Linked DNA regions of Mus musculus: region 1 is linked to region 2. A link is a contact called in public HiChIP or PLAC-seq data. All regions are on one chromosome and are shown on one strand. The core of a region is the stretch at or near the end of the contact, and the rest is flanking DNA. Distances in the headings are between cores, read along the strand shown.

Region 1 (4,476 bases), core at 995-3,494, 54 kb before region 2:
ACAGCATTGTTATTGTTTTATTGTTAAGAATACCCATTTAATGTCTCTTCCCAAGGTAGCGTAAGAGATTGTATATTAGATAGAAAATTTTAAAATGCCAAGTTCAAGAAAGAGAATGGAGAAAGGAATATAAAATGACTAAAAGGTCCCATAACAACAAATACATTGGAACACAGAGGGCATTTCCTGCATGGCTTTTGTCTTTTCTCTCACCTTACACAGTAACACTGAACTGAAAGCTGACAAGAAAAATGTCAGTCGACTAATAATGACAGTTGTTGACACCAGTCATGAAAGTCATACAGCATCGAACTGACCGTATGTCAGGAAATAATTTTGATATGCCTGAGCAGACACTTGATCAAATTTGCTCCAGTGAAAGATGAAGCACACACGGACCTGATGCACTCTAAGATTAAATTACTCTTATACATGTAAGTTTAGAGGACAGCTTAGTGATGGCACCTGGATCTCACCAGACAATGAAGATGAATAAAGAATGGGAGCCCAGAGTGTGTGTGTTCTCCCCTATCTTCCCCCTTAAACATGATTTCAGATCTCTCTTATGAATCTAATAGGGTGTGTTCTTCTAAACCTTGTCTCAGCATTATGTGATTTGTGGTTAGTATACAGGAGGTGCTGTGAGATCATTACAACAGAAGATTGTACCAAGGGAGGGAAGGGAACTGCCAATAAATGGCCACTAGCACCAAGGACAGAGGCAAGCTGTCCACTGTTCAGAGAAGAACTGGTAAATCATGTAACGGCCACAAATTCCTCCTTTGGCATTATATCCACTTTTAACAATCTATTTGGACAACTCCTCCATCTGCAGGTGCTGTGTGATTTCCTGGATAGATAGAGCATCGTGATGAAATGCCAAGGAAACCAGGAACATAAGCCTCCAGGTACATTAAAGTTTGGGGCTCCAACGTTTTGGAAGGTTGTGCTGAGACACAATCTGGCAAGTTAAGCAAGAAAGACCTCACGGGAATGAGAGAGGCCCACTTATTCCAGTTGCACCAACTGAGGCAAACCCTAGCTGACTGCTGAGCTGACTCAGACCCAGGAAAGAAGATGTTTCTGTCTCCTAGCTTTAGAGTGAGCCACACAATGGAAATTAAGGGCCAATGATTTAGCCACCATGGTTTATTACTTCTTTTTAAAGTTCTTAAATTTTTATTTTAGATGTTCGGGTGTTTAACCTGCATAAATGTCTATGTACCCTGTGCATGCCTCGTGCCTGAAGAGGCCAGAAGAGGGCATCAGAATTCCCTGGAGCTGGAGTTATGGGATGGTTATGAATCACCATGTGGGTATTGAGAATTACATTCAGGTTCTTACACTCTGTGAGAGCAGCCAATGCTCCTAACCACTGAGCCATCTTTCCCACCCCCTTATTATAATTAGTTTTATGACAAGAAAAAATTAAGGTCATATTTGAAGGTTACCAAAAAATCTTAGAGCATGCTTTTCTGTTTCAAATTGTATGGGTGTACCAGAAATTCATCAAACATGGTCTTTCGATCTTAACTTTGAAGGTTTTTTTTTTTTTTTGCTTGCTTGCTTTTAATTTGAAAACTCATGACCAGAAAGCTAAATTTAAAGATTATTCTAGTAGAATTTAGCACTCAATTAGAAATTTGAGAACTGAGGGTTAAATAACTTATGGATTATTCCCTCAACCAGGGAAACTAATAGCATTTGTGAAAAATAGGATTAGGGATTTTTCCCTCTATAACTTCTTAGTAAAGCAAAAGAAATATCTACAGTCAAATTATCCCTGAAAGCCTTAATTTAAGTCAGATCCTAAGAGAGAATTCAAATTCCTTGGTTTATGCTAAGCCACACAGTGAAGCATCAAACAAATATTCCTTAGTTCATTTTCAAATACTGGCATCACTTTATTCATATGCGTTCACATATGACCTAACATTAAGAAAACAAATCTCTACACCAGATCATGAGATGATTTTCATAAAGAATACTGCTCAGAAGGCCATTCTTTCCTAAATACCTACCTGTTAAACTTCTGGCAATCGTTCTATGGGGCCAAATTATTTTGAAACACCCAGCTTTTTTATTATGAAATTTTCCCAAGGTGTCACTAGTGAATCTGGGGCAAAATACATTCGTATATAAGTTCAAATATAATGGCAAACCCTGACTGGAAATCCTGTGTTTGCAGCAGGAGTTATATTCAGAGTTGCCATAGCAGCCACCCACATTCTCTCTCACACACACAAAGGGGCGGTGAGGAAAGAGGAGAAAGCAGTTAGCAGAGAACAGAATCTATTGTTGAAAAGACAGAGGTGCCTATCATCGTAATTACAAGCAGGGATCCTAACTCTGTCTGAACAGTATTTAATGATAGAAGATGTCTTAGCACAGGACTGCTCTCTAATCTCCTTACCCTGTACCCTCAGCTTTAAACTGTAGTGGATGAGGAAGGAGTATTTTGGATAACCATGACCAAACAAGAGCTAGCAACATTTAGTGTTCCTCTATTTGAGATATCTTGAAGATCTTCATCACCAGGAAAAGCTATGGTTCAATAGATCTGAACAAAATACTTTACTCTCTCAGTATTTCCAGCTATAAATGGGTGAAATGAGTAACAAGAGTTACGCACTTTTAAAAATCCATTATACATGATGAATTATTAAACACAAATAATCATGAATAGATGCTAACGTTTAGTAACATGTTAAAAAAAAAAGTTGTCATGAGTGAGTAAAAGCAAGGCCTGAACCAGAATAAGTGCTCAGTAAATGTCTGCTAAAGTCATTATAATTAATTATTATTTATAAAGTATGTAAGTTTTCATTGTGTTAATGTGCTAAGGTTTCTAAAATAAATACCTGCAGGTGGTCAGCAGAATAGAGGTCTAAAATATAAAGATTCTGTTACATAAGAGCCAATGCATTGTCCTGTAGGAATGTCATTCAAGGACAATTTAGGATACTAAAACATCTAAGTATTTTATTCTAGTTGCATATTCATCACCACTGACAAAGCCTGGATTCATAGAGAAATCTATCATCTATTAGTACTCAACGAGGGTGCAGTCTCTGGGTTCTGAAAGCACTCTGCAATTTCCCTTCCATCATTGTTTGATCACATATTCATGTGCAGATATATTTAGAGTCCCTATACAGATACAAAAAGTCAACATCAGATTTAGATGGAGGCAATAGATAAAAAACTGCCTCATGCCTTGTGATTCACTCCTTTAAAATCTTCCTGGTAAGCCTGGGTGCTGCATATTCCAGCCGAGGAGAAGCCTGCAGTCAAGCAACTTGGTGAATAGGAAAGAATGTGCCTGTAAGCACATTTCATTCAAGGAAGAAAGATACCTCACAATGTACAGGAGAATGCAAAGCTGATAGGTTGAAGAAACTAGGGAATTCAAAAACGTATTTGGGGAGCAGAGTGAACAGGCACGAAGGGAACTGTAACAAATATTTTTACATCAGTCAGCAGGAAGTAGCATACAGAATGATGGGGTAAGAATGAATCCCAAGTGCTATACAAATTTCCTTGATAGCATCACTTTTAAAGAGCAGGCAGTGAGGGGCACAATTATCATGGTTCATAGGCTTAAAATTAGGTCTCAGTCCAAGACTTGAGATGCTAAAATGGCGATTGCCACAAACCTGAGGCTACCCTAAACTGCATGGTGGATTCTAAACCAATCTGGACAAAATGCTATGTTGAAAAAAAATAATGAACCACAGCAATCTAAAATGTGTACGCTGTAACCTCAAAATTTATCTTGCACTGGAAATGTTATGCACATTGGTACATTTTTTTCCCTTTTAAGGTTTTCTTCTACCTAACAATCTTTATTTCCAGCCTTCTAGAGAAATATCACTAGGTAGTGCTAGAGACTCTCTATGCTTTTAATGGCTGTCTGACATGATTATATTAGAAACACTCCCATCGTCGAAGAGCTCCTGGAGTATAAAAATAATTCTGAGCTTTTCCAAGCCATTAGAAATAATCAAATTTGCTTCCAAGCTGGGCCAGAGTTTTTATTTTTATTTCTTTTAACAATTTTTTTCTTGTTATGTTGAAATCTGGAAGGAGTAGATCTTGAAATAACTGAGGAGAAGGAGCCCCACAGACTTCTGAGCTCTCTGAACTTCCCACCACAGTTTGTGGAGAAAGCCATGGAGAACAAGTTTGTAAGTTTGTAGTTCAGCCCTACAGCTGCACACCCACTGTTGATGGTGGAAAAGCTGAGGACACATGCTGGGGTCAAGAACTCTCTGCCAAGGCTGCCTTCCCTCATCCCTGCTGTCAGTAACAAGCAACTGTGATCGAGCACCCTGTCTTCAAGGTCTTAGGATGCCAACATTCCGAGCCTGGATCCAACCACCAACATGATGGCAAATACCCACCAATAAAAGGAAAACATAATATCCAAAGTTATTTTTGTTAGTTTTATGAGGAAATATTAAAGTACCAATGCAG
Region 2 (4,394 bases), core at 778-3,277:
GGAGAAAAGACTTTTAAGAATGAATGAAGCCGATACACTTATCGGGATTCCCCAGTTCAGCTATGGAAAATAAAAGCCCAAGTTCCCTTGCCTTCCCTTTCATTCTCTAACTTCACTTCCTATTCCTTCTGTGGTGAGTGGGAGAGAGGGAAGAAAGAAAGAAGATGGAGCATCATGGGAAGGGAACCTCAGATATTTTGTCAATGTAAAGGAACCGTAGTGAGGTTGGTCTCCAAAGAAACATCACTCATCTGCCACCAAGAAACAAAACAAAACAAAAAACAAAACAAAACAAAACAAAATCTTTGGATTGTGTTCATATATGTATATTGTGATGTAATTATTAGCTCAAGAGTTACATCCCCTGTGTGTGAGACCATTCTATATAGTCTTACATAGTCTTGTCATGTCTCTGTCTCTTTCTCTGCCTCTCCCTCTCTCCCTCTCTCTGTCTTTCTGTCTCTCTCTTTGTCTCTGCCTCTCTGTTTCTCCCTGTCTCACCACACATGCACACACACACACACACACACACACACACACACACACACACACACTAGGAAAGGAGAGAGTGAGAGAGAGAGGCAGAAAGACCTACAGGCAGAGAAGAGGGAGGAGAGAAACTTTAAATCCAGCGAGGAAGAGAGGACGTGCTAGTGCTAGTGCTAGTGTAGTCCAAGGAGAGGATAGCCTTTAAATAAATCTAAAGTGCTCTTGTGCTGCAGGTTCCTCTGCTCCTGCTTTTCAGCAAAGTCCTGTTGCTGAGGCTTCTTCTTTTACAGATGCCCAAAGACATTTTTAGATACTTGTGAGCCGATCTTCGGCCTAATGCATCAGACTCTTTTCATCAGGAAGGAAAGGAGGCAGATAAAACAGGAGCATGTACCCCAGCCTCAGCTGACTGGGGTCACTTCCCCATCCCAGCATCTGATTCCTTTACCCCACCCCAAGCTGCTGCTTCCCTTCCTACCAAAATTCAGAACCAAGACCCGTTAGACAGGACCACAGAAGGGACCAAGTCTATTTGTTTCAGAGGCTCACTCCCTTCCTATCTCTGCCACCCACCCTACACCTTCTGCAGGTCTATTCCCCGTCTTTGAGCCACCCAGCCTGCAGGCTCAAGCAGAGGGTGCAGGGGTGGTTTGGAGAGACAGGGGTGCTTTCTTCTCACCCACCCCCATGCTCCCCAGAAGAATGTCCTCTGGGGGAAGAGGACTGCCACCAAGTTAGAGGAACTTAGATGGTGAAGGCTGGTATTGCCTGGTCCTCCCGGCTGAGTCTCAACCTGCTGAAGGCAAGAGAGGGCTAGCAGCCCGGAGCTTACCACAAGCACCGGGACGCCAGCGGCCAGCGAGTAGAGGAGCACCGGGGGCACCGCGCTGCTGTCCTCTGGGCCCGGGTAGGGCTTACGGTAGGCGCTGTCGTGGCAGAAGAATCCCTGCACGTTCACAGTGAACGTGTCTGTGTATTCGAAGTAGTAAGCCAGCATCACCGTCCCTGCCATGATCACCATCTGGAAATAGAGCATGCTGCTGATGAGCGCCACGGGCAGCAGGGGCATGCACGCCTCCTGGCCAAGCCGAGCCGAGCGGGCGGTCGACGCGCCACAGGCCCCCTCCGGGCTCCGCCGAGGCACAGCCACCGGGGGCGCGGCGGCGGGGGCGGCGGCAGGCCGAGGTGGCGCGAGGCGGAGGCTGGCAGCCGCCGAGGCAGAGGCGGAGGATGCGACTGGGCTTCGGGATGCGCGGGCAGGATGCAGAGGAGGAGGCTACCCCCGGACGAGTCCCATCTGCCCTGCCCGCCCCCTGCCCGCTGCAAGCGCCGCCTGCCCGGCCGCGGGGTCGCGCGCAAGGGCGGGGAGTCCCCAGCCCCAGCTCGGGAGCATCCGCGACACCGCGGCACTGTGGTCAAGCCCTCGGACCGGCCCGAGGCAAGCGGCGTCGGTGGCACCTCGTCCCCTCGGAGGGCGGGCGGATGTTGTATAGCTGGAGCAGCTGCCTGGAGAGGGTAAAATTCCAAATCTGAAGGGGAGGGGAGGCAGCAGAGATGGAGCTTCTAGAAACTCCCTTTCGAGTCACCAGCTGGGCTGTTTCAGACCTCCCGCACAGCGCCTGGGAAGAAGGTGCGGGGACACATCTTCAGAGCGCAAAGCCCACCGGAACGCAAAGTGTCCGGGTGGCGCCGCCGAATTGCAGTCTCTGTCTCTGCTCACAGCACTGCCTGGACTCTGTGACCCCTCCAGCGCTGGAGAGCAGCCAGAGCAGTGTGGCTTCCAAGGCGATGACAGAAATTATCTCAGAGGATTTTAGATTCTGGGTGGCTTTGCCTCCCTTCCAGTTTCCCAAGGCTTTGTAAGTAAATCAACAGATTCAAGGTTCCTAGCTTTAGAGGCATCATCTTGGGCAAACCGGCTCTTTCCTGGTTGGTTCCACGTATAGCCTTTCTCATCTTCACAGTCTCCTCTGATTAGCTGCTTGGGAGATGAGGCATTGCAGATTCTTGGGACCCAGGGGTACCAGTCACCAAGGACAGGGAAAGAACTATGTGCCTCATCTTGCTATTTCCAGAGTTCAGGGAATTGCAGGGATTCCTCTGAGGTCAGAAGACCCACACAGAGTCATAGCACAAGCACACACAATGCAGTCTTACGTAGATGTCCACGCGTGTGCGTGGATATTTAAGTAGCTTAGGAGCTATATGTATGCAGAGCCCATCCTGCAATGACTCGTAAGCTCTGCACCCAAGCAATATCTTCAAGTTACCCTGACCCTGCTCACACCAGGCAGAGAAAAAAGCATGTGCAGAAGATAAGGAGAGAAAAATAACCTTAAGAGCTCTGCTCTTTTCCTTAGAATCTGGAATTACTTACCAGGATTTCTGGGATGTTCATACATCTAATAGGCTGTAACATGGTGGCTTTTGGAGGTGGGCCTTTATCAACAAGAAAATACAACATAAACCCAAAACGACAGTTTTGATTAGGCAAATCACTGATTTTGAGGATGGGATGGTAACAGCACTGAATTTCTTGAATATTAAATAGGTGTGAGATGGGCCACCATGTAATCAAGAATATCATTTAACAACTAATTATTTCAGAGCACTCTTAGTGATGTGTGTGGCAGGCAACTTTGGCCGGTAGAAGTAATGTATGTGAGTGAGCTACCACTGTATGAAAATGTGGCCACTCGAAAGATTCAGGATGTAAGACTTCAGGAACTAAGACTAAGAACAGGAACAAAGAGCATAGCCATGGGCAGGCAAAGACTGGGTATTTGTGAGTTATGTGGCAAATGAAAAGTGAGTGAATAGACTCTCCCGGTTCAACTTTGAGAACCCAAGGTACTTTCTGGAAAGATACAGAATATCCAATCCTGGCTCCTTTAAGATTGTTAGCAACTAGCTTCTCTGTTACTGAAGCAGCCTTCTAATGGACAAGGGTTAGAGCTGAAGTAATCGTGAGATTTTATTTTGAGGATCCTGTGTAGTTGGGGGGAGAGGGGGAGATTGAGGATTGCCTGTCTTCCAAAGAAGATATGAACATGTAAAATAGTAAATCCTTATTTCTATGTTTTTTTTCAGCAACTAACATACAAAATCCAGATATTTTCCTGAGATTTTAGAATCGTATGTAGAAAGAAAACCACAAATAAACAGAAAACCCAGGAAAGAACTTTACCTTCCATACATAGCAGGATTTGTGAACTGTGAAGAACACAAGAGGTTACACGTGGGGCTAAGTAGGGACCACTCTTGAAAATAAAGTGTTCCTCCTTTAAACAACAAAGCCCAGGTTTATATTGCCAGACTTGAGGGAGTGATGTTTGAGGAGATTCGGGACTGAAAAGTGAGATGACTTCACTCTAATGAAGAATCTTAAATATTAGCATATATATTGATGGAAATGCTCCTGAGACTAGAGCAAAAATAGAATAAGAAAAGGAGTCTAGCATGGCTGCTCTCCAAGTGGCCCGGACCAAAGATTAGTCAGACTCAGATACCTACACATAACCAATGGACAGAAGACTGGGAACCCTGTGGTTAAATTAGGGAAAGACTGGAAGAAGCTGAGGAGAAGGGCGACCCCATAGGAAAATGAGCAGTCCCAACTAACCTGGACTGCTGAGATCTCTCAGACATTGAGCCACCAACCAGGCAGCATGCACAAGCTGATATGAGGCTCCAGACACATACACAGCAGAGGACTGCCTGGTCTGGCCTCAGTGAGAGAAGATGCACCTAACTCTCCAGAGACTTGCGGTTCCTGGGAGTGGGGAGGCCTGGTGGTGTTGAGGGTAGGGGTGGCAACATCCTCTTGGAACCAGGGAAGGAGGAATGGAATAAGGAACGGTTCATGAAATTTGGTCCTTAAAAATGCTCTATAGCATTCACAGGCT

What was found. HiChIP or PLAC-seq counts read pairs in DNA pulled down with a chosen protein or histone mark.
Region 1: a contact with region 2 is called in an H3K27ac HiChIP or PLAC-seq map of neural progenitor cells, with 2.1 times the contacts expected there. The contact joins the enhancer-like site here to the promoter of Plppr5 in region 2. A contact is called at or near these places in 1 of 39 promoter capture datasets (hippocampal neurons), 3 of 484 Hi-C or Micro-C datasets (the HL-1 cell line, cerebral cortex and forebrain), 1 of 115 datasets of contacts at active chromatin or transcription factors (neural progenitor cells) and 3 of 9 other capture datasets (adipose tissue, liver and pancreatic islet).

What each region holds. Positions count from the first base shown.
Region 1 is chr3:117,626,774-117,631,249 of GRCm38.p6, reverse strand. All of the region lies in intron 3 of Plppr5 (phospholipid phosphatase related 5), which reads right to left. Among named protein-coding and RNA genes, the nearest start is that of Plppr5, 54 kb to the right of the region's middle. Within about 2 kb of position 2,244, at least 26 of the 459 cell types and tissues checked have an H3K27ac peak or open chromatin away from gene starts, as enhancers often do. A contact at or near this core is called in forebrain, hippocampal neurons and neural progenitor cells, where this site is marked.
Region 2 is chr3:117,572,860-117,577,253 of GRCm38.p6, reverse strand. Plppr5 (phospholipid phosphatase related 5) reads right to left here and starts at 2,027. Exons shown (of 6, transcript NM_029425.3): 1 at 1,322-2,027. The coding sequence starts at 1,558.